4 separate regions of the Sus scrofa genome follow, and regions 1, 2 and 4 are each linked to region 3. The links are chromatin contacts, called in public Hi-C and promoter capture Hi-C maps. All regions are on one chromosome and are shown on one strand. The core of a region is the stretch at or near the end of the contact, and the rest is flanking DNA. Distances in the headings are between cores, read along the strand shown.

The links. Promoter capture Hi-C pulls out the DNA fragments that hold promoters and counts their contacts. Hi-C and Micro-C count contacts between places; a contact is called where the count stands out from the background.
Region 1: a contact with region 3 is called in a Hi-C map of embryonic fibroblasts, with 3 times the contacts expected there. The contact joins the enhancer-like site here to the promoter of HIVEP1 in region 3. A contact is called at or near these places in 2 of 5 promoter capture datasets (fetal skeletal muscle and skeletal muscle), 3 of 47 Hi-C or Micro-C datasets (adipocytes, embryonic fibroblasts and fibroblasts) and 2 of 2 datasets of contacts at active chromatin or transcription factors (alveolar macrophages and skeletal muscle).
Region 2: a contact with region 3 is called in a promoter capture Hi-C map of liver, with 4 times the contacts expected there. The contact joins the enhancer-like site here to the promoter of HIVEP1 in region 3. A contact is called at or near these places in 1 of 5 promoter capture datasets (liver), 6 of 47 Hi-C or Micro-C datasets (embryonic fibroblasts, liver, retroperitoneal adipose tissue and 1 more) and 1 of 2 datasets of contacts at active chromatin or transcription factors (skeletal muscle).
Region 4: a promoter capture Hi-C map of liver shows a contact between it and region 3, with 4 times the contacts expected there. The contact joins the promoter of ADTRP here to the promoter of HIVEP1 in region 3. A contact is called at or near these places in 2 of 5 promoter capture datasets (fetal liver and liver), 7 of 47 Hi-C or Micro-C datasets (adipocytes, embryonic fibroblasts, fibroblasts and 2 more) and 2 of 2 datasets of contacts at active chromatin or transcription factors (alveolar macrophages and skeletal muscle).

The regions. Positions count from the first base shown.
Region 1 is chr7:8,269,508-8,275,549 of Sscrofa11.1, reverse strand. It overlaps ADTRP (androgen-dependent TFPI-regulating protein), which reads left to right. Exons shown (of 5, transcript XM_021100192.1): 3 at 1,195-1,310. Among named protein-coding and RNA genes, the nearest start is that of ADTRP, 41 kb to the left of the region's middle. Within about 2 kb of position 3,954, at least 18 of the 83 cell types and tissues checked have an H3K27ac peak or open chromatin away from gene starts, as enhancers often do. A contact at or near this core is called in embryonic fibroblasts, fetal skeletal muscle and skeletal muscle, where this site is marked.
Region 2 is chr7:8,382,294-8,388,579 of Sscrofa11.1, reverse strand. No RefSeq gene overlaps it. Among named protein-coding and RNA genes, the nearest start is that of ADTRP, 72 kb to the right of the region's middle. Within about 2 kb of position 2,514, at least 2 of the 83 cell types and tissues checked have an H3K27ac peak or open chromatin away from gene starts, as enhancers often do. A contact at or near this core is called in liver, where this site is marked.
Region 3 is chr7:8,511,482-8,517,419 of Sscrofa11.1, reverse strand. HIVEP1 (zinc finger protein 40) reads right to left here and starts at 1,564. Exons shown (of 8, transcript XM_013987651.2): 1 at 1,424-1,564.
Region 4 is chr7:8,310,552-8,316,539 of Sscrofa11.1, reverse strand. It overlaps ADTRP (androgen-dependent TFPI-regulating protein), which reads left to right and starts at 2,858. Exons shown (of 5, transcript XM_021100192.1): 1 at 2,858-3,279. The coding sequence starts at 3,127.

The sequences.
Region 1 (6,042 bases), core at 2,705-5,204, 240 kb after region 3:
GCACTGTGACATTCCTAAGCCCCAGTCACTATTGTAATTGAGGTCAGCTGCCTCAGGGCATAGGAATGGGACTGGGATGGAGGTTGTAGATGACACTGCCAAGAACTAGGAACTGGGGAGCAAGGATGAAAGAGGAATGATAGCTAAAAATGTAAAGCGTATAAAGTACTAACCATTAAGCACAGAGTATGGCAGAAGAACTTAATAAATGTGTTTAACAAATGAAAGGACATTGCACATAGACTCAAGTCACCTTTCCTGGATCGGTTCCCTTAACCAATAGAGGCGTGGGACTCAGTAGTCTTTATGCCCCCAAACACCACTATTCCTAAAGACTTAGCTCCTTGATTCTGTCATTAGTGTTAAGGGTCTGAGAGATGTGAGAAAATAGATGGTTCTGAAGGAGGAGGTGAAGCAGGGAAGGAGTTGGGGGGCCATGGAGGTTTCGGAGGGAAGCTCTCACACCCCCAACAACACCCATCACCCATCCATAGGACAGTTAGATGGTACCAACTGCACTGAGGAATGCAGAGACAGGCTGCATGTGTTCACAGCCCCTCTCCGCGTCGAGCTGACGAATACACACTGTCAGTGCTAGACTACATGGCACAGGCTAGAAATGCAGCAGAACTGAGTGAAAGAAATTAGCAAGAGGAAAATTCAGAGAAAGCATCATGGAAGCCTGCACTGGCTGTGAACAACATGGATGATACGGATACAAGGAGGGAAGACACACTCCATGCAGACAGCTGAGGCATGAACAGACATGTGAGGGGGGAGCAAGCACCCTGAGAGCAAAGAATGAAGGGAAAAACCTTGTTTCATGGAGTGCGTGCAAGGGTATGAGTGCGTGTGAGTGGGTATGTGTGAGAGGGTGCACGCGCGCACACGTGTGTGTGTGTGTGTTTGTGTGTGTGTGAGAGAGAGAGAGAGAGAAGAGGGGAGGTACTACACAGGACCAGAGAGGAGACAGCATGTTACAAAGAGCCCTGGTAGCCAGACAAAGGAGTTTGTAGGCAATAGAGAGACCCATTGTAGGTCGTTGGCATCTAAGGAGTACTATCCACGACAAATTTTGGAAAGTTTCTTTTGGTACTTGTGTAAGAAGGTAGGTTGGAGGGGAAGAGAGAATTAGGGGCACTGTAGGCAGCCAAGGCACCTTGACATTGGGATGTGTCATCTTTGTTCCTGCAGCACACAGCCATACTGCCCTTCTCACTGGTCGAAATCATCCTCAGGCCACACTGCTATCCACTGAAGACGAAAGGACTCACCTTGTTTGCTGCTGTTAGCCTCGCTTATATAAGCAGGTAAGAACTGCAGAAAGAAAATCAACTTAGACTTGTCATTGCAGGCTCTGAGGAATATTCCAAAAGAAGCATACTGTTCTACAGGAGTGTCTTTACAGGGATTTTACCATCTTCAAATTTTCAGGAAAAAGGAATCTTATTGTTTGCTTTTAACTGTCATGGAAACATCACATGCACAAGAACACACAAGCATGGGCACACACATACATAGCGAGTCATGAGTTCCCTTCTCCCGCTCCTGAAGAATTCATCATTGCAAAGCCACACATGTTACTTTCCTCATGAAAACACTGATCTTTGGTTCCATTTGTAATTAAAATATCGAATGGCTGAATGATCTAAGGCATCTAAATGAGCCATCTCAAAAGGCATTTGACAGGTTGAGCATACAAGGTTTGGTCCATTCCTGTTGCCTATGTCATTATTAGCTTATTTGCATTAACATCTGGCACTAAAGCACTTAGAGGGCATTTGGGCAATTGCCCAGGGTCTTGCAGAATACCCTAGCTGGAGGCATGAGAAATAATTTAAGTAGCTGGCCTAGATTTCATCATCCAGCCACCTGGTGACACTAATTCTCAGAAATGCTGCCCAATGTCTATAGTCAGAGGAAAGTGCTTGGCCTTCCACCCAGTGACTGGAAAACCCCCTTTCCATTCTCTAGCCTTCTCACCCAGAGCCTCTTGCTCTACTGAGAGGGGCATGCCAAGAATAATACCTGCAGACTGGAAGTGAATTATGATGTTCCTTCTATAGCCTAGACTCACATAAGGCTTTCACATCTGGTAGTCTGGATAATTCCCCAATCCCTATGTGGGGGAAAGCTGAATTTAGGGCAGTGCTCTGTCAGAAACAGAAACCAGGAAGAGAACATGAGCCAAAGGATTAGGCTCCAGAAGGGCCTGTCTCATGGGATTCACCAGCCTTTGTCTTACAGCCGGTAACCTTTGTGCCCAAAACTCAGGTGACGGTTCTTCCTTTAGCCTTCCTTTCCCCTCTGCAAGGTATGTTCCTCCCACCCTCCTACATTCTCAGTGCTCAAGTCTTTCTTGCTTCTCCTTTCTCAAAGTAAGCACTTGCTCAGTAAATTACCCCAAGACTCCAGTGATCTACACTGTTCTCCAACCTAGGGCTTTTGCAATTTAACAAAGGACACTTTTAGAGAATAAGACATAAATTGGGGATGTACTGGTAGTTGAGGTCTGGAACACTGTGTTGTGAAGGATTCTGAAGCCCTACCAAAAGAGTTGTGCTATCATTTAGCAAGATCTGCCAATAGCGTGCAGGTGGAGAATGGTGGGACATGTGCCACGTATATTTCAAGTCTGGCTTAATGCAAAGGAATAAATCCCTAAAGATAGACTATCTAGCACCTAGGGTAGAGTAAGAGTGTATACACAAGGATATTTCTTTCTGCTGCATGTCTTGAGGAGAAGCAGGGTGGTAGCTGGTTGATTATGCACATGAATTTCCACACTTTTTTGGGAGAAGGGTAGACTTTAATCTGATTTACTCTTTCTTACAAAATGTAACTTCTGGAGTTCATATATGAGATAGCACTTTTAAATTATTATTATTTTTTTCTTCCTAAGGACTTGGAAGCTGATCATCAATCTTCATATCTAATCCTTTTTTTTTTTTTAGGGCCATATATGTGGCATATGGAAGTTCCCAGGCTAGAGGTCTAATTGGAGCTACAGATGTTGGCCTACGCCACAGCCACAACAATGCTGGAACCAAGCCGATTTATTCCTTTGCATTAAGCCAGGCTTAAAGTCATGTGCAAAATCAACCAGCTACACCATAGCTCAAGGCAATGCCGGGTCCTTAACCCACTGAACAGGGCTAAGGATCCAACCCGCATCCTCATGGTTACTAGTCAGGTTCGTTATTGCTGAGCTGCAACGGGAACTCCAAATCAAGGACTTCTATTTCCAAATCCAGTTCTCTTTTCAATATATTCAGATGGCCAGGTATCTGTTCAGCTTTCTATTTGTGTAAAACACACTCTGCTAAATGCTGGAGTGGTGAGAATGCAAAAAAGCTTACCATCATCTCTACAGCCTAGAAGCTTTCCCGATGTTGTTGCTTCCAGCTTTGTGCTCAGATTGTATGTTAAAGTGATGTAACTGAACAAATGAAGGGAAGGGGTAGGGATCTATCACCAGCAGGAATGTGACTGGGGAGCCCTGGCGGGGAGCCCAAGTGGTTTGGGATTTGAACCTTATTGTTAACGAAGTACAAAATCAGCAGTTTGTCCACTGGGCCTCATTTTTGCTAGAAGCAAATATACCTGTGTGTGGGCATTTTATCCTGCCCCACTGACTGATGTTTCCCCAGTTCTGTCTGCTCCCTCATCAGGGGAGCTCAGATTCCTTGCTGCCAGCTACCTCCACCTTTATGCAACACTTTGGGGGCCCATATGCCTTCCCGGCCACAGATGGCCATCAACAAGTTCCACAAACTGTGGATAACCATGGAGATATTTTAGGGAAGTGGCTGTGGGTCAGCTGTTAGGCGTGCCAGTTTGGATGCTCAAATAGGGAAACAGCTTAGCAGGAATGAGGTAAAGAATATGGTCCTGGGCCAGAGAGAGCGTGAGAAACAAAAAACGGCAATAACCCTGAGCTGGAGAAGCATTTCACTGCCGAAACCACGTCACAATGACCTAAAAATAGCCACTGAGACCATGGGGACTGCCTCATATGTGGCACTTGATTTTTGTTATTTTTCAGATTGCAAAATTGGAGGGCTGGCCCCTGAGAGGGAAAATAAAGCTTTGCAAAGTAGTAATAACTGTAAATCTTTCATTTCCTTTGGAAAGCATTAGTCATCTGTAAATATGGTAGCTCGCTCACTCCTCCCCTCTCTTTCACCCCCAAAACATCACCTAGCTTTCCCTAAGGCAGTGCTGAGGAGCAGGAAAAGAGAAATGTTCCTACTGCTGTTCATCCCTTTATTGAACAAATATTTCCCCTCAAGCAGGACTGGTCCTGCTGGGAAAAGCAGAGTTATATAAGGCCAAGCACCAGTCTGCAGGGGGTCTGTACTTAGTAAGTGGAGATGAACCATGCATACACATTATAAGAACACAAGATGGAAAGTGATAAAGTGTAATAACAAACAGGAGTCAAAAGGAACATGAGGAGGAAGTAGTTGCATCTGTCTGGGCAGTGTGGTAAGGACTTCATGAAAGGGGTCATTGGATCTAGGCCCTGAGGGACTGGCTGGATTGGAGCAGCTAAAAAGTAAAATTAAATTAAAAAAAAAAAAAAAAAGGGAAAAAATGAACAACACAGTACAGTCCCCAAATCAAGGGAGCAGAGATCAATGGTCAGCAATTTTCTGTAGCCAGACCTACTAGTGAAAGAGACTAACAGGAAATCACCCTGGAACTGCCTGCTTATAGAGACTTGTGGATGGCAGGGTGGAGAGGCCAGATACGGTACATACAATGTGAGATAGGGTTGTTGCTGCTGTTTGGCATGAAGGCAGGAGTGAAAATTATTAGCAACGTGGCCAGAGAATGATGCTTCAAAAAGACTATCTTGACAATAATGCTTAAAATGGATTGACATGGTAAGACATGGGAAGCGAAATAGAATAAAGCAATATGCAAATAAAAGTTAGCCGAAATATTCTTTTTTTTTTTTTTTTTTTTTTTTTTTTTTTGGCTTTTTAGGGCGGCATATGGAAGTTCCCAGGCTACGGGTTGAATCAGAGCTACAGCTGCTGGTCTACACCATAGCCAGAGCAACGTGGGATCCGAGCCACGTCTGCGACCTACACCACAGCTAACAGCAACGCCAGATCCTTTAACCCACTGAGTGAGGACAAGGGTAGAACCTGTGTCCTCATGGATACTAATCAGGTTTTTTTCCACTGCACCACAATGGAAACCCCCCAGCCAAAATATTCTTAAGTCATCTAATTCAATCACAACGTTGTATTCTTCATCTGTGGTTACTTCACAGCTTCAGTGTCATTCCACATCTGGGTGCTTAGTCCTCCAAAACCTCCATCTCCAAAGAATTCTAATAATCCAGTGAGTGTCCACACATGCCCATGCTGTGCACTGTCCTGAGCATCTCTCTCCCACACAGACAGTAAAGCCATACTACCAGGTCTCCTGGACTGAACACCTCCACTGGACTCTGCTTTAAGGTTAGCATGCTACTCCAGCTGCTGTTGCTGCCAGCACTGCCACTGCCCATTAGTCTCCTGGGTTGGCAGAAGTAGAAAACTGCTACCAGCCACTGCAACAGCCACATCTGGCCCGTGGTGCACCATCACCTTGGTCTTGGTAGACCAGAAGTCTGCTGATGCTCTCAGTGTCTCTGCTAGTATGTAAGGCACTGCATGCCCAAGTACAAGTGTCATACAGATATTCAGTTATAACCTAACCTGGAGGGAGACAGTTGTAAAGTCATTTCTCCATAGCAGTTCCTACAGGGCAACAGAGATGATTCCTTTCTTCTACACTATGCCCACTCAGGTGATACCCCCCCAGTGAAGCTGCCAGGACACCTCAGGTATAATAACTCTCTAAATCTGGGCACCCATTTACATATGCACACTTACACATATAGACATCTTATCCCACGAATACATTTGGGTGGAAAACCTAAATAGGCATTTCTCCAAAGAAGACATATAGATGGCCAACAGGCTCATGAAAAAATGCTCAACATCACTAATTATTAGAGAAATGCAAATCAAAACCACCATGAGA
Region 2 (6,286 bases), core at 1,265-3,764, 130 kb after region 3:
GAAAGTGTTGAGCCACTTTTGCTGCACATTTTTGCTTGGATAAATTTGCTTAATGGTCATAACTTACACCCTGAAAGATAATCTTGTGCCAAATGTTTGGAAGGTGAATGAAGGAATTAGTCTAAGTAGGAGGCTGAAAGAGACAATTTCCAGAGAGGCATTTCAGTATTTTGACTGTTGCCTAATACTGACATTTCTTACTTCTGTTTACTGTATTGACAGTGGAATGTTGTCTAAGATGCCTATAAAAGGAATTTTCTGTTATTTAACATCGACCCAATCTATCTTTCCTCGATGAGGGTGTAGGGCAGTGAGGAAGTAATAAAATGTAAAAAGTTTCTAGCAAAAGAAAGGGAATCTTTAAGTGAAATAGCTGTTTGTAAGTTCAAAGTGTGATTCTCCATGAGGCTTTCAAAGAGCATTACATCCTTACATGTAAGTAAGTGGATGCATAAGCATATGAAGGTATATCGAACCCACAATATATATATAAACACATACACGTATGTCTGTATTTGGTCTCTTTAACAACATCTATCCTGAAAAACCACCATTACAGAGCCTCACGGAAGATGGACATTGTTTAATCTGTGGGGTGCTGAGATTATGAGTAAAATTATTCTATTTAATTAGTATTTTGATAACACTTTCATGATGCTATCTGCTAAGTCAGCAGATCAATCAGCCAGTTGGTTTCAAAGGGCCTGCAGGTCTGGAGGACAAGGCTCCAGAGCTTCCTGAAGGAACATGTAACAACGGCTTCTTTGAAAAAAAAAAAAAAATCCCACCAACCTGGAAATCAGGATTAAAAGCCTTTTCCGGAGTTCCCGTCGTGGCGCAGTGGTTAACGAATCCGACTAGGAACCATGAGGTTGCGGGTTCGGTCCCTGCCCTTGCTCAGTGGGTTAACGATCCGGCGTTGCCGTGAGCTGTGGTGTAGGTTGCAGACGCGGCTAGGATCCCGCGTTGCTGTGGCTCTGGTGTAGGCCAGTGGCTACAGCTCCAGTTCGACCCCTAGCCTGGGAACCTCCATATGCCGCGGGAGTGGCCCAAAGAAATAGCAAAAAGACAAAAAAAAAAAAAAAAAAAAAAAAAAAAGAAATAGCAAAAAGACAAAAAAATAAAAATAAAAATAAAAGCCTTTTCCTTGGCTGGCATTTCTCAATATTTAGACTTATTTAGAGGAGGCATAAACAAGGAGAAACATAAAAAGGCACCTTTCTAATAGCAGGACAAAGAAGATGAGAAGCAAAGTAAGGTAGAAAGTCAGCACAAAATGAAAGAAGGATGTGCTGAACAGAGTAAGTTCAAGGCTTTGATAAATGCTAAAGAATCCATTTCAGGCCTCTGCCCTGCCTAACCTGTTAGAAAGGGAAAGGCCGTCCTTTCCTTTCTTCTGGCTCAGAAAACAGCAAATTCAAAAGAAAACTTAAAATGAAGAAGCAGCAAAGGTTACGCTGCTTCTTTCACAATAGATATAGTCGCTTCAAATGAAGCCTCGTGAAAAAAGTCCAGAAATGTTCCTAAAATAAATAAATAAATTTCCTTGAGATGCTATGGCACCAAAGAAAGCAAAGACAGGAAAGGGTGTGTTCCATATTGGTCTTTCAAACTAGAGCTGTCTGGGAACCTTCAAGCTGTCTTCTGCAAGCCACGAAGGGAGAGTACCTGATCTTCCCCCGGGGGAGGGGGTAGGGGGAAGGGGATTCACTGTCATCTTTTAACCCTGCTCTCTCCTCTCCTTCACACCCACTCAGCACTGCTGCAGCAAAACAGAAGGAACTTGATTCTCTCTGGAAATCCCAACTAAAATGCATCTCTAATATTTACACATCTCTAATATTCTAGGTGTGAAATACTAACTATAAATACATGAAGGAATGGATGTGGAATGCTTTTTAAGCCAAAAGGTGCTATGCAAAGTGGAGTTATGAATATCAGGAATAATGATCCTCCTAAAAACCTGGTAAACAAAAATGTACGTCTGCCTCCATTGTTAGCGGGAAACGCCACTGAGTGAAACCCAAAGATGCAGCACAACGGTTTGTGTGTTTATGCCTTTGTGACTGTTTTCATTCATGCAGTCATTTGGATATTCAGCTATATAATTAATTATTCATGCCTACGATAACTTTTAAAAATCTTTAGGCCAATAGATTCTATCTGTTGACCTAATCACATTCCCCGTATTTCTCATCATTTCCACCCCGTCTCAACCCAGCACTTTCTCTATAGTGTTAGGTTAAGAGTACATTCCATCTTGAACTAAAAAAAGATGCTCAGATTCCCTCCTGGAAAGACTTTGTGAAAAAACAACAAATATTTCAGGAAAAGCGGAGTATAATCTATGATGTATCATTCTTTTGCTGTGTTATAAACACAGCAAAACCTAGTGGCTTAAAACAACAATCATTTATGAGCTAATGATTCTGACACAGCAATGTGACCTGGGTTCAGCAGAGCAGTTCCACTGGTCTTACCTTGGCCCATTCATTCACCTTTGGTCAGTGGGCAGGTGGTCAAGGGCCTGCTTGGTCTAGGATGACCTTACTCACTTGTTGGCTCACTGTTTTTCACCGTTAGGTGGAGTGAGAAGGCTCACTTGGTCAAGTGTCTCCAACATAATAACCTAGGTTCACAGCAATTTCAAGATTCCCAGGGGCAGTGATAGACAAAGCCCTGACAGACAAGCATTTTTCAAGCCTCTACTTTGGTCAAGGGAGGTTCTGTAGCTAAGCCTAGGTTCAAGAGATTGAGAAATAAACTAATGGGAGATGCTGCCAAGTCATATTGCAAAACTATGTGCATAAATGAATGGGAGCTTTTTTTTTTTTTTTTTTTTGCTATTTCTTTGGGCCACTCCCGCGGCATATGGAGATTCCCAGACTAGGGGTCGAATTGGAGCTGTAGCCACTGGCCTACGCCAGAGCCACAGCAACGCGGGATCTGAGCCGCGTCTGCGACCTACACCACCGCTCACGGCAACTCCGGATCGTTAACCCACTGAGCAAGGGCAGGGACCGAACCCGCAACCTCATGGTTCCCAGTCAGGTTCGTTAACCACTGCCCAAAACGGGAACTCCAATGTTTTTGTCCATTTTTTTTGGAATTTACCATATATAGCTATCATATTTCTTAAGTGGAGGTCAGAAAGCACCTTAGAAATTCATTCAGCCCAATCTCCCATCAAAAGACTGAACCAACAATATATCCTAAGTGGTTTTCCAATCATTGCTGTGATTATTATAAATCCCTTGCTTATAATAAAATGTGATTGTATCCATGTAACTTTCACCTGTTGGTCTCAGCACTACCTGTGAGACTAGACACACAGAGCAAGCAAGATCTCACTTTCACATGACATCCCTTCTGACCTGTCATATGGCTCCCTTGGCCACTGGGCCACCCCTTCAACAGGTTGTTCACCTCAGGTCCTCCTACTGTTTTTCATTAGATGTGGTTGCAACACCTTATATATTCTACTTGCTCTCCTCTACTATGGCCCAACTTGAAAATCTGATGCCTGCCTAAGGCAAAAGCAATATTCCAGGTGTGATCCATCAGCATGCACAAAAGGAGACTATTCTTTCTTCATCCCACATTCTTTATTTCCATTAAAGAAGCCTTGGATCACTCTGTTAAATCAGATGGTATAGGAAGTGACAGGTTTCCCAAACCGATACACCGATACTCTTGTGGAAGACCTACAGATCTTCATATTCTTGTTAAATTTCATTTTACAATGTTGACTCCATATATCCCTATTGCTGAGTCCTTTCAGGGTTCTTACACGGCTTATAAAGTATTCTAATTACACAGATGCAATCCACGAATTCAGTTAATGTGCTTTCTGGACCTTCATTCAAGCTTTGGGTAAACAATTGAACAGGATGAGGCTGACGACAATATTCTAGGGCAGGCCACTAGGAACTTAACTTTGCATCTAACTGGCACCAGGATAACCGGTCTAATGATGACACCACCTGTGTCTATCTTTATGGGTCTACCTGACTCCAGGGTGGAACAATGGAAACTGTCAAATTCATCTCTAAAATCTAGTTACATGGTGTCTACCTCATCCTTCTCATTCACCAGACTAGTTAACTTGCCCCACAATAAGTGAGATTACCGTGTTTCCTGGTGAAAACAACTTCCTTTCACCAAATCTTCATAAGATAGTCCTAATTATCATTATTTCTGAGATTGACATGAATCCAGTCAGTCTATATTAAAAGTCATGCTACTTATCTGGTTTCCTTGTACTTTTTCTGTGCTCCACAGCTTATTTCCCGAAGCACACCGACAATGTGTTCAGATGACCATTCAGTAAGCTCTTTCTTCATTTCCTGGGATATCCCCTAGGCTACAGACCCAGTAATGGCTCATTAGGCATCTATATGTGCTCTTTGCTTTCTTTGCTCGGATATCAAAACACACATACAAATTCATTCCGCCAACTAACTTGCATTTATTACATACTTACTATGCATTAGGCTCTGGGATCTTTAGTTAGAGGCTGTTTGTGAATAAGCATGCCTAGAAATAAAACCAAAGAATTGCTTTTTATGCCATGTTTTGGAGTCTGGAGTTCTACACACAGTGGAGATCAGATGACTAGTTTCAAGGAGGAAAGTGATATAATCAAATCTGTAGGTTAAATAGACCTCTCTAGAAGGAGTTTAGAGGATGACGTAAAGGTGCAAGTTAGGAGTCTTGTAGTAGACTAAGAGACAGAGTAAAAAGTGGAATTAAAACAGCGGCAGTAGAGATAGAAATGAGCCACATTCAGCTATGGCATACATTTAGGAATGGAAAGATCCTGGCAAGTAAGTCAATGAGATGGGAGTGAAAATCAAGGTTCTAGGACAACTGTCCTTAGTTTCTGGCTCAATTAATTGGATGGAGGGTTGGAAATTTACTAAGAAAGGGAAGAGATTATTGATTTTATGTTACTATTTCCAGGGTTACATATATTTTACTAAATTTGAATTATTTTGAGATTAATTTCTTATGTCTTTTCTTTTTATTACCAGTTGGTGTTTATTGTGATTGTATAATCAGGAGAAAATATTCCAGAATATCCTAAAGTTCTTGAATTGTTTGCCCCTTTAGTATATCATTGGTTGATATACCTTAATATTTTTCTTAGACATTTGTTTTTGTCTTTTTGCCTTTTCTAGGGCCAATTCCTGCAGCATATGGAGGTTCCCAGGCTAGGGCTCTAATTGGAGCTGTAGCCACTGGCCTACGCCAGAGCCTCAGCAATGGGGTATCTGAGCCGCGTCTGCAACCTACACCACAGCTCACACCAATGTCGGATCCTTAACCCACTGAGCAAGGCCAAGGATTGAACCCGCAACCTCATGGTTCCTAGTCGGATTCGTTAACCACTGTGCCATGACGGGAACTCCTTTTTCTTAGAAATTTTAAAGTCTGTCTTTCACTTGACCATATTCTATGTTTGTCTCCCTGGTTACCAAGAATTCACTTTCTCTTCAAGTTCCCGTCACATTCACTTTACCACTAAATTTCTCTAAATCTAAAAAAGACCTAGATTACTTCCTCCCTTGCCTTCTAGGGCATGAAATGATCAGCAGCCAGTGTGGAGTTTCTCAGATGCTCTGCCTTGCTGCTGAATGAGACTGATGCTTAAAGTCCATCATTACTCGCTTATGTTTCCTGCTTTTAAGTCAATTTTATGATTGATTTCAAAAGCATGTTATCTATTCCTTACAGCTGGCCAAGAAGTTTGTGAGATACAATTCTATCACTTACGTATCAGGAGGAGACACCGGACCAAACTTGCAGAATTTAAGGCCTAAAAAGGATTGGAAGTCCCACCTAATGCTCCTGTTACAGTTAAGCAAACCAAAGTCTAAGGTGATTATGTAATTTGTGTAAGACTGCACAACTGGTTAGTTAGGGGCACAGCCAGGGCTGGAACATACGTCTCCTGACATTTAGTCAAAATATGTATTATGTTTTTCCCTTGGAAGGAAGACAGATGCTAGGACTTGAGCAAAGAATTTAGGGTATTCCACTTCCAGAGCTGCAGAGCCCAATGACACACTAAGAATATAACATAAAAGTGTATGATTGTGTGATGCTGTGAAGATGTCCTTATATAGTAATAGGTAGATGCTTGGGTACTGATGTGGCCAACTACATTGTGTAGTCTAAAGAGACCACAGCTCTGGACATCTTTGACTCAACAGCTTTCTTATTCCTCAGAGGTTGCACTGACCACTGGAGAGACCTCTGTGAAAACCGACACAGCATCACGTGC
Region 3 (5,938 bases), core at 315-2,814:
ATGTAAAGGGGGGAATATGCCCATCAAAAACTGGATTTGGCCATAAGAGCAAAGAGCAGCCAACAACTGCCTAAATTTGCAATAATGTTTGGCAAACTATGCTTCCAACATTGCCATGAAATAATGCACTCTTTAAATTTTCGATGTCATAAAATCACCTCTTTTATGAAATTAAATGGCAACTATAAAAAGTACGTACACTTCGCAGTTTGTGTTAAAAGAAACACAAACATCTCTTTAAGTGCGAAAGTATACCTAATTTCTCAGAGGATAAAGACGAATATTGATTCTACTTTGTGTCACCTGCTAAGTCAAAATTACCATATTTTTAACCCAATAGTTGTTGACCATAACAAATATTTAGCGTGAACACAAGGTTTAAATGGAATTTGGCATTGCTGGGAACTTTCTAACAAATTAAACATGCAATCTGGAGTTGTAATAGATTAATGTCGTCATTTTAATTTGCTATAGGACTCTTTTCTTATATTCTATTCACAATTTCACTTTCTGGAGCATTAAATTAATATTAATTTTTTGAAGCATATACAATACCGAACAGTTTCCCACTCCGAATTTTCTAAATGCAATTTCTTTTCCTAATTCCTCCTACAGCCCTGACTCCCTAGTTATCAGAATGCAGGGGAATCCAACTCAACTATAAAGTAGCTAGTTTCGGCTTAATTATTTGGTGGCAAATTAAATACAATTTCTCAAACTGTATCCTATAAACGGAATGTGGAGAAACACCTTTTTTTTTTTTTTTTTGAATCAAAAGATAAATGGGAATGGTAATTCTGGCACAATGGGGGAGGTGACCATACTCCGGAAAAAAAAAAAAAAAAAAGGAGGGGGCTCCTCTCGGGCCCCACTTCCCTCCAGCTGCGCCCCTCCTGGAGGTGCGAGCGCTCTCGGAGCCCCCCTTGCGGAGTGGGGTTCAGCTGAGGGCAGTCCCACATTTGTCTGGCAGAACAGTGTGGGGAGAACACAAGTCCTCCGCCGGGGTTCGTCGGGGGACCCCGCTGGCCCGCCGCGTCCGCCGGGCGCCGCGCCACCGCCGCTGCCCTCTCGCCCCCCTGCCCCGGTTCCCACGCGGCCGCCCGGCCGGCCCGGCTCGGGCTCCCCCCTGGCGCGGCCCCGCGGCCCCGGCCCTCCGCCCTGCGCCCGGCCCGGCTGCGCCAGCGCCACGCGGAGATCCCGGAGGTTCCTCCCCGCTGGCCTCCGGGTCACGCCGCCGCCCGTCCCTCCCCTCCGCCCTCCGCCCTCCGCGCGCGCTGGGCTTCCCCGTCCACCGGCCGAATCCCCTCCTCCTCGGGCGACCCGGCGACAAAACCTGCCCCGCACGCTCTGCCAGCTCTGCCCCACGCCCAGGCTCTTCCCCGGCCAGACGCCAGACAAAAGAGCCGACCGAGAGAAAACTTACCCGAACTGCCACGCAAAAGTCTGATCCAAAGCTTCCTGCGTTTAACTTTTAATTTTAAAAACAACAAAAGCAGAAACCAAAAGCCTCCTAGGTTGGAAGTGGGCGTGAGAGGAAATGCTAGGGGGAGGCGCTTCATTCCCTCGGCTGCTTTTGCCCCCCCCCCTTTTCTGGCCCCTGCCTGGGGCTTTGATGTTATCTAGTGCACCGCCTACGTTGGGTTTATACCGTGGGCTCTGCGCCGAGAACGATACACAGCTATTTGGCAGTTTATTTGCTAGTTTGAAGAGAGAGAAGCAGGTGGTCACGGGGAAGGATTCCCACTTCTTACTCCCGCGGTGAGAAGAGCGTTTGCCCTGCTTCCCTTTGTTATCTGGGCTGAAATGAACAATCCACCTATCCAGAAATCCTGGAGAGCTGGACCCTGTGGCATTTTCTGTTAGACACACAAAAAAAGAAGCCTTCTCAATTAGATTCATTTTCCCTCCACTCAGCACAAACTTAGAACAGGGTGGTATTGTATGTTTTCTGAGGCTTTGTTTGGTTTTTAGATTTCGGTTTTGAAAGTAAATATTATTTCTCTTCTAAGATAGACCTGCAGCCTTGAAAAGACAAGATACCACTGAAGAAAATAAACTCACATAATCACATGCCTTTCATGTACCATTGGTACAGGTCAGGCTCTCCCGCACCCTCCCCCTCCCATTATGGAAAGCTTGTAACTGTTGATTTTATCTTCCTTAACTGGACACTAGCAGAAACCGGATATATTTTTACATTAGATTAGCAGTCTCAGGACCATCACAAACAAAGCACTAACAAAAGGATTTCTTTTCTTTACTGTCAGATTCGTAATCAAGAAACACTGCAGAGGCTGCCATTCGGTCCTAACTGTTCATCCATTTTATGCCAACACCAACCTGTGTTCAGGCCTTGCCCTCTGGGAGTTTACAAATTAATGGAGACAGAATAAACACGTGGAAAAATACCTAGAGGGAAAAAGATACAAGAGGAGGCTTATAAACAGAGCCAATTAAAGTTATACACAGTTATTTACGTGATTGCTGAGAGCTTTCTGGATTGGGTGGAGGGCAGGATTATCACAGAAAGTTCCATCCATCCCCACGGTGAGTTCTCAGCAGGATTTTGAGGGAGAAAAAGTTCAGGATTTGGCAATTGTATGAGAACAGCATTCCAGGCAAGGGAAGTGGCTTGAAGGTGAGAGCAAGTGAACCGTGCGTGTGATGGTTTTTCTGGCTAGGACAGAAAGTCAAAGTAAATGTGAAAAAGGAGGGGTGGCCGTGCAAATGTAGCGTCCAAAGCAGGAGCATGTGCGAGGGAGCGAAGGCCATGCAGAGCTATTTCCAGATGAGAGGCCTTCACCTGCCCTAACAGGAAGAAGGGGGTCTCTTCTCGTGAGCTGCAAAGACAGAATGGGCAGGGAAAAGCCTCCCTGGGCATCTTTAGGAAGGAATTAAGACATGATACTGCATGTCATTTGGAGACATCTGGACTGAGAATAATCTTTTTAAGAAAAACTATTATTACTGATGGACTTAGGATCTGGCACAATAGTATTTTTATTGGCAGTAGCAGTAATAGTAGTATTTGTATCAGCAGGAATAGAAATAGTACATATCCTCCTTGATTTACAGTAGTGTTGGAGTTCCCGTCCTGGCTCAGTAGTTAATGAATCCAGCTAGTATCCATGAGGACGTGGGTTCGATCCCTGGCTTTGCTCAATGGGTTAAGCATTCGGCATTGCCATGAGCTGTGGTGTAGGTTGCAGATGCGGCTCAGATCTGGCATTGCTGGGGCTGTGGTGTAGGCCTGCAGCTACAGCTTCAATTGGACCCCTATCCTGGGAACCTCCATATGCCATGGGTGCGGCCCTAAAAAAGACGAAAAACAGGGGAGCTCCCGTTGTGGCTCGGTGGTTAACGAATCCAACTAGGAAGCATGAGGTTTCGGGTTCCATCCCTGGCCTTGATCAGTGGGTTAAGGATCTGGCATTGCCACAAGCTGTGGTGTAGGTCGCACACGCGGCTGGGATCCTGTGTTGCTGTGGCTCTGGCAAAGGCCGATGGCTACAGCTCCGATTTGACCCCTAGCCTGGGAACCTCCATAAGCCGCAGGAGTGGCCCCAGAAAAGGCAAACAAACAAATAAACAAACAAAAGACAAAAAAAAAATACACCAAAAACAACTTAGATACAGTGCTGTTAAGCCCAATAAACCCCTCATAAGTTGTAAACATCCTAATCAAAAATGCATATGGGGAGTTCCCGTTGTGGCTCAGCACGTTAAGAACCCGACTAGAATCCATGAGGATGCAGGTTTGGTCCCTGGACTGGCTCAGTGGGTTAAGGATTCAGTGTTGCTGTGAGCTGCAGCGTAGGTCTCAGATGCAACTCGGATCCCACACTGCTGTGACTGTGGTGTAGGCCGGCAACTGCAGCTCCCATTCAACCCCTAGCTTGGGAACTTCCATATGCCGCAGGTGTGGCCCTCAAAATTTAAAAAAAAAAAAAAAAAAGCATTTACTACACCTAAGCTACAGCTTAGCCTAGCCTACCTTAAACATGCTCAGAACACATTACTAGCCTACAGTTGGGCAAAATCATGTAACACAAGGCCTATCTTATAATAAAGTGTTGGATATCTAGTGTAATTTATTGAATAATGTACTGAAAGTGAAAAACAGAATCATCGTGTGTGCTGGATTGTTTACCCTCTCGATGGTGTGGCTGACTGGGAGCTGTGGCTTGGGGCCTAGCATTGTTATAGTGCAAACTGCTAGCCTGAGAAAAGAGCAAAAGTAAAAATGCGAAGCATGATTTCTATTTAATCTTACTTTTGCACTCTCATAAATTTTTTTAAAAAGTAAGTGGAACCATCCTAAGTCCAGGACTGTCTGTAGTATTTGTATCAGCAAAAATTGAAATAGTAGCATTTGTATGGGCAGTAATAGCAATAGTAGTATTTGCACTGGCTAGCGTTATTTGTATTGGACGAAGTTGTTACAATAGTATTTGTATCAGCAGCAGTAGGAATATAGCAGTAGGGGTGGTGGCAGTAATTGATAGTCATTGGGAGTTTATGCCTTGCCAGGCTTTCCTGTGTATTTCCTTTACTCCCCAGTCTAATAAACCTGTATCACAGATGAAGAGAGGTTTAGAAATGGTAAATAATCTGCCTGCAGCTACAGAGCTAGTAAGTGGTAGATCTGTGATTGGAACCCAGAGAATACTGAGATTATATTTTGTGAAAAAATTACAGTAAATCAATTTTTTTTTTCTTTTTAGGGCCACACCTGCAGCATATGGAAATTCCCAGGCTAAGCGCTGAATCGAAGCTACAGCAGCCAGCCTACACCACAGCCACAGCAATGCAGGATCCAAGCCGTGTCTGCAACCTACACCACGGCTCATGGCAAAGCGTGATCCCTAGTCGGATTCGTTTCTGCTGTGCCACGAAGGGAGCTCCTTTTTTTTTTTTTTTTTTTTTTTTTTTTTAATGTTGTAGTCTGTGGGGCAGAGAAGAAAAAGGAATTTTAAAAAAGTCCATCATTTCAGATGCTGAGACCTTAATAGATTTTGTGATGAAAATGGGGGAGTTGGGGTGGTGTGATGCTTGAGGGGGAGAAGAGAAAATGACTTTCACCATGGCAAGGTTTAAGAATGATGATTAAATTCACATTTATGCCAATATCGATACCATTACCTTAAAGGATACACTAATAGAAGGAACCCAGCCTCTAATTTCATGTGGAAGTACCCAGTTCAATGCCAACTACTAAAAAAGTTTAATGAGTATTTTTTGGTGTACTATCTGCTAAAGAGGTGATAGACTGTCAGAAGTGATTGACAGAAGTGATACCCGCGGTTCCTCAAAGAATTCCTCACAAGCAATGTCCTCAAGCCTGAAACCAATCCCAGCTCTGCCAGATGCATAATCCTGGGAAACTGCTTTGAGCTTCCCGAGCCTCAGGTTACCAGTGGATACAACTGGAGTCTTCACAGAAGTATTATGAGGATTAGACGGACTGTTCTTTCTCACTCATTTAGAATAGTGCCACCTGCGACCACAGTCACATGGTTAGACATATATGGATGTATGCACGTTGACGAATTCCCTACTGCATGTCCAACACTCTAGTAAGTGTGCTTGAACATTAATTACCTTTTAAATACTGAAAAGAGTCTCTGGAGACTGTGGAGGTCTGATAACACCTGGGACATTGAGCCCTGGATGGAATCCTGGAATAGAGAGAGGACATTAATGGAAAAAACTTGGCAACATCCAAATAAAGTCTGGAGTTTGGTTAATAGTAATGCACCAGTGACGTTTTCTTGTTTTTGTTGTTGTTGTTGTTTGTTTGTTTGTTTTTGTCTTTTTCCCATTTCTTGAGGTGCTCCCGTGGCACATGGAGAGTCCCAGGCTAGGGATCCAATTGGAGCTGTAGCCACCGGCCTACGCCACAGCCACAGCAACGCGGGATCCAAGCCGCATCTGCGAC
Region 4 (5,988 bases), core at 1,609-4,108, 200 kb after region 3:
ATATGATATGAGGACTCCAAATACTTGGAGAGTGGAGAAAGGCAGGCTAACATCAGACTCAACTGTGTATTAGTTTGTAATATTGTGACACTGTCATTATTCCCCCAAGCTACACCTTGTTTCAGAGTGGGATGAGTGGGAGATAGATGGCCAAAACACTTCATGAAAATTTATCTGGTTATTCATCCTGGGATACAAATTATGATGTGAATATGGTCACGATATAGAATTTCCTTTAGGCAGCAGTTTTGTGGAAAACTGTATAATAAAATACATTGTGTGGCAAAGTGGGTTAAGGATCCAGTGTTGTCTCTGAGGTGGCACGAGGTGGATCCCTGGACTGGCACAGTGGGTTAAGGATCTGGCATTGCTATAGCTCTAGTGAGGTTGCATAGCAACCTGGCCCAGGAACTTCCATATACCACAGGTGCAGCCAAAAAAGAAAAAAAAAAAAAAAAAAAGGAAGTTCCCGTCGTGGCGCAGTGGTTAACGAATCCGACTAGGAACCATGAGATGGCGGGTTTGGTCCCTGCCCTTGCTCAGTGGGTTAACGATCTGGCGTTGCCGTGAGCTGTGGTGTAGGTTGCAGATGCGGCTCGGATCCTGCATTGCTGTGGCTCTGGTGTAGGCCGGTGGCTACAGCTCCGATTCGACCCCTAGCCTGGGAACCTCCATATGCCGCGGGAGCGGCCCAAAGAAATAGCAAAAAAAGACAAAAAAAAAAAAAAGAACCTATAACCTATCGCAAATCTATATATTAACATGCCATTACTCATTAAAATGCTAACAAGTGGATTTCAAAGTCAAATGCTCCCCTTACAAACAAATTTAAATAATGGTTATCAATATTTATGAGAGGGTTCATCTGAGCAATAAGGCTAATGCAGGAAAAAAAAAAAAAATCCAGGTGTCAAAAGGCCAGTCTCCAGGTTTGGACATACACATTTCAGCAATTTAGGTCTTTGTCTCCTCTCCTTTCTCACTATTTCCTCAGATCCTTACCCATCTGCAGACTTATGCTTGAGATTTTATACAAAGGGACAAAAGTCTCTAAATTTGTAATGATGTTTACATTAAACATCAGAAAACACTGTGGGAGACATAGCATAATAACTCATATGTGCACCAAGTTTCAAAACATATCTGATCTTTTCCTGAGAGAATTTTCTGATGAGACAGATAGAGGAATAAAAGAGGCTCAGCAGGGAGTAGAGAAATACTGCAAAGGGAGTCTGAGGGTATGCAGAGCAAACATTTCTTTGTGGTCAGGGACATTGGTTAGAATGCAGACTGCAGCTCTGCCAGCCTCTTACTAGTTTTTGAGTGCCTCCAGTTAGCAGCTTGGACTTCAATTTCCTCATCCTAAAATGAGGATTATGGAGTTCCCGTCGTGGCGCAGTGGTTAACGAATCCGACTAGGAACCATGAGGTTGCGGGTTCGGTCCCTGCCCTGCTTAGTGGGTTAATGATCCGGCGTTGCCGTGAGCTGTGGTGTAGGTTGCAGATGCGGCTCGGATCCCGCATTGCTGTGGCTCTGGTGTAGGCCGGTGGCTACAGCTCCGATTCGACCCCTAGCCTGGGAACCTCCATATGCCACGGGAGTGGCCCAAAGAAATAGCAAAAAGACAAAAAAAAAAAAAAAAAATGAGGATTATAATAGTACTTCCTTCCTTCATAGTGGTAAAGTGTTAAATGATTAATATGTGCAATGCACTTGGAATAATGCCTGCCGAATAGTAAGTACCATAAAAAAAAGTACTGCTATTGTTACTGACCATTTTAACTTGGGCCATGATGTTGAGTACAGGGTTTTACGTCTCTCATTTCTCAGATCACCTTCTCCTTTGGGAAGGGTTACAATGCAGATTCTAAATTGTTGGCTTAGGTTTGCTCTACTCCCATTTTTAGTACCTGATGTTTGGGATCCACTGACTCTTAGGAGGTAGGTTTGCTTTCGCTTTCTACTCCATGTACAGTCTGTAGTTCTTTCTCCCAGAACTTGTAAGTCCTGGTTAAATCATCAAACAAGCACCAACTACAGACTTATATAACTCAATCAGGAGGATTTCCCTTAGGAATTTGCTCAGGACCTTCTGAGTCAGTTACCCAGGGAAACAAGCTGGTGATGTCACAAGGTACCACACTTCCAGCTCTCTCTCAGGTCTCTTCTCTGGAGCCTGAGACAGGGCCCAGTTGTGTAAACTCTGCCCGGCCTAAGCCTATTCGTGTCCTCTCCAAGGCAATGCAGAGGCCCTCATTCTCTCCCAGCAATGCCTAAATTCAGGTATGTTGGGGTAGTGGCCACATACCTCTTTCTGATCTTTGGCCACAGATCTCTTGCTATGCTTCTGCCCTCCCAGGGAAAAGAAATGCCTATGCAAATAGAGTGTTTGAAACAGCTCTAGTAACTTGGTTTTCTAGGATGTAGAAAAAAAATCTGGAAGCAAAAACAAAACAAAACAAAACAAAAACAAACAAAAAAAACCTAACTAAAACCCTGGGGCTGGTCCCTGGAGGATCAAAGGTTTTTTTCAGATTTTACAGGGCCTCCAAGACCTTGGGAGCAAGATTACACTACCTTTCCCTTTATATTTACTTTCCTCCATGTGATAAACACGCCCACAATCTTCTACTTCTGGTTTATCAAACTGCCTCTCATTTTTCAAGCTATATGCTATGGCCACTTCCATGTTCTACTCAAATGAAAAAGAAAGAAAAGAGAATATGGGCTATGATGGGATTCCATTAGAGTTTACTGATACCTAATTAGGTATTGATACCTAATTAGGTCATTTAATCATGTCCTAATCCAAGTCAATGAGGGCGAAGTGCACTTCTTGCATCACTCCCTGCCCTCTTTAAAGCCTACACACTGTAATGCACAAACCTTCAGTTTATCTGATATTACCTAAAGGAAGTATCTGAAATCAGCAGTAAATCTGTCACTCAAGTTTATCAGGAAAGAAGCCTATGAAAGAAGCAAAATTCAGCCATGTTGAAACTCTAAATCCTTGATGGGTGTGTTTTACAGCTCTCTGGCCTGCTACAGGACTTCAGCTGTGACCTGCAGAAGGACACCACAGGGAAGCTACTCGAGACATTCATAGTTCCTGGTCAGAGCAAGCCATGACGAGGACTTCTACATGCATATACCACTTTTCTGTTTTGAGCTGGTATATTTTCCTCAATTTTTATATATCACAAAAAGGAGAGGATCAGCAGAAATCCAAAATCTTTCCAAATGACGGACAATGGAAGTACTTGACATTCCTTAATCTGGTAAGTCCATACAGCTGTATCAGGAAGCAGTCTATTTATCTATAATAGATAAATACAAATAACACCTTTTGATTCTATTAAGTACAAATTCCATTATTTGTCTTTCTTTTTCATTGTTTGTGAGTTGTGTCCTTCTCTCTTAACAATTTGCTCTGAGAACGCCAATTTGGGAATTATCCATAGCTACCTTTTGTGCTGGCTAATTGCTAAATGCTCTTTTGAAAAGAAGCTTACCTTGAAATTCTCAGATAAGCCCAAATGGGGGCTAAATTAATGATTTCACCGTGGGACTGACTACATATGCAGGAGGGATTTTGAACCTTGCTTGAGGAAGTCTGTGAGGGAAGGCAGAGTGGCGTATGTTGCGTGGGAAGTGCAATTTCCAGTGGAGGAATAATGCCATTTTACAGCACACACAGACTAACAGATTTATCTAAGAAAAGCAAATACATTTTGCCATGTTCAGATCCCACTTCAATTTTTTAGAGACCCATCTTAAAGGAAAAATCACCCAACCAAATGGCAAATACACATTTTCAACTCTTTACAAACTAATCACATGACTTGATCCCTTCTTGCTTCCTAGCCCAGCTTACATAATCTGGTGAAGTGTGAATGAATGGGAGAAAAATAGATTTTTTAAAAAATGTTTGGGAATATGTAGAATTATATTTAGAGTTAAAAGCTAAAAATGGTACATCCTTTAGGGATCCTAACTAATGTTTGAGGTTTGAAATTTTTAACCTAAATGTAGGATGCCCTATAAACATCTGATTTTAGTAACTGGACAAAATATTCCAATTCTTAAGTTATTTTAATCCTAGGCAGAGGTAATGCATAGTAAGAAAAATGACACTCTGAAATGCTAAGGAGAGGAAATTTAGAAAGTTCAAATCAAAGAGACCTGGAAATTCAGCTTCCTCCTCCCCGGTAATTTGCTGGTCTTTGATTTTGAGATTTGAGCTCTGAATACAGCTCTACTATGCCAGAAACATATCAAAGTGACTGCTTGTTTCAATCACAGAATTTTATGAAAACAAAAACAATAACAAAAATGATGTGGAATTAGAAATACTGTAAGAGTCTCAGCTTTATGAACCTATTAGCTATATATTAAGAATGACCACATAAAGAGAGAAGTATCAGCCAGAATTGATGGTCTAATCAAATCCAATTCCAGTATGGATGTCCTACTTCACCTATGCATGGCTAAGAACAGATTCATCAACTACTTTCACAAAACTCCCTGACTTCTTAATTCTAGCTCAGTTACATGTCCTAGAGCCATCATATTTCCAAGAATGGAAACAGACATTCATCTGCGGAAGACACTTATTTCCCAGTGTTAATTCCATGACTAATAAGCCACCAAATTTTATGTTTTCCTCTTGCTAGATTCAACCCTTCTTTCCCAGTCTTACAGCTCTTCTCATTGTAGGCTCGGTATTAACTTGTACAATCCATCACTCACTCAGATTTCAGATTAATCTTCCCAAAGAACTGTTTTTGGTTTGGTTTGGTTTCAAACATCATGAGCCTGCTTGAGAACTGTGGTCGGCTACTCAAGAAACTACAGTGGCTCCCTCCTACTTTACAGGATCAATTCTAAGCTCCTGATTTAAGAGCTCATCTGCCTGCTTAGCCTTCCAATGCTCCCCTCCCCAGGAACCTTGGTGTATTCTCCAGGAAGGCCTGTGTCTACTCCAGTGTTGGCCCCTAGGCTTTTTGCTGTCACTGTTCTATCCATATTCACACTATTTTTGAATGAAAGACCTACCTGCTTCTTCACCACTTTGCTGCTTTAAAAGATCACTTGAAATCCCATATTCTCCTTAAAATCTCTGCTGATAAACTCCAACCCAAATTTGTTCTTCCTTTCCCTGAGTTTCTGCAGCATCTATCAGTCTCTGCTTATTTATGTATAGCATTGTTTTCTCATTTCCACCCACATGTGATTTTTAACATTTTGATCAAATTGCAAATGGCTCCAAAACAGGAGTGGTATCTCCTAAGTCTCTGCCAGCCTTAACATTCTACAATTCTTCATTGTATTTGCTACAGTGTCTGGTACAGATTATTCCCCTAATAAAAACTGGGTGACAGTATGTAGACTGGACTTTGCTGCATTCCTGAGGAGCACAGTCCCTTCTGACAACTTCTGGCCCTTGAAATGGGCAGAGAGGGGCTTACCTGTGGCTATTTCCTTTCTGTTCTGTTCAAGATGTTAGGTGTCATCTTGAGTGTGACTTAATGCAACATTTTCCAATTGGTAAAGATGGGTTTAGTGAGTTTTAGAGGATCAATTTAAAGACAGACTTCAAATACGTTACTTCACATGAAACACTAGGCCTTAAAATTTCTAGCTCTTCAGATCTTTCCGGCTGATTAATGGTTGTGTTTCCAAATGATTAATTAGTTAATGGTTGTGTTTATGAAGTGGTGGAGGTCTTATAACTTGCTATATAACACACTTAAATTTATTTTCTGTAAGCTCACCAAAGTCAGCAACCACAGCTTGCTTTCCAGGAAATGTATGCCCTCCCCTTTAAACAGCTTTAATTTCTAGTTGGTGGAATATCCATTATGCCCCCTAAGAACAAAGCCCAACTTAACACAAGTCAGCACTTTGAGTGTGTCTCATTTCCTTTTGAAACCACCCCAGGAGATTCAAGAGAATTGGTCCTAAGTGATCAATTCCTGCCTAGCATC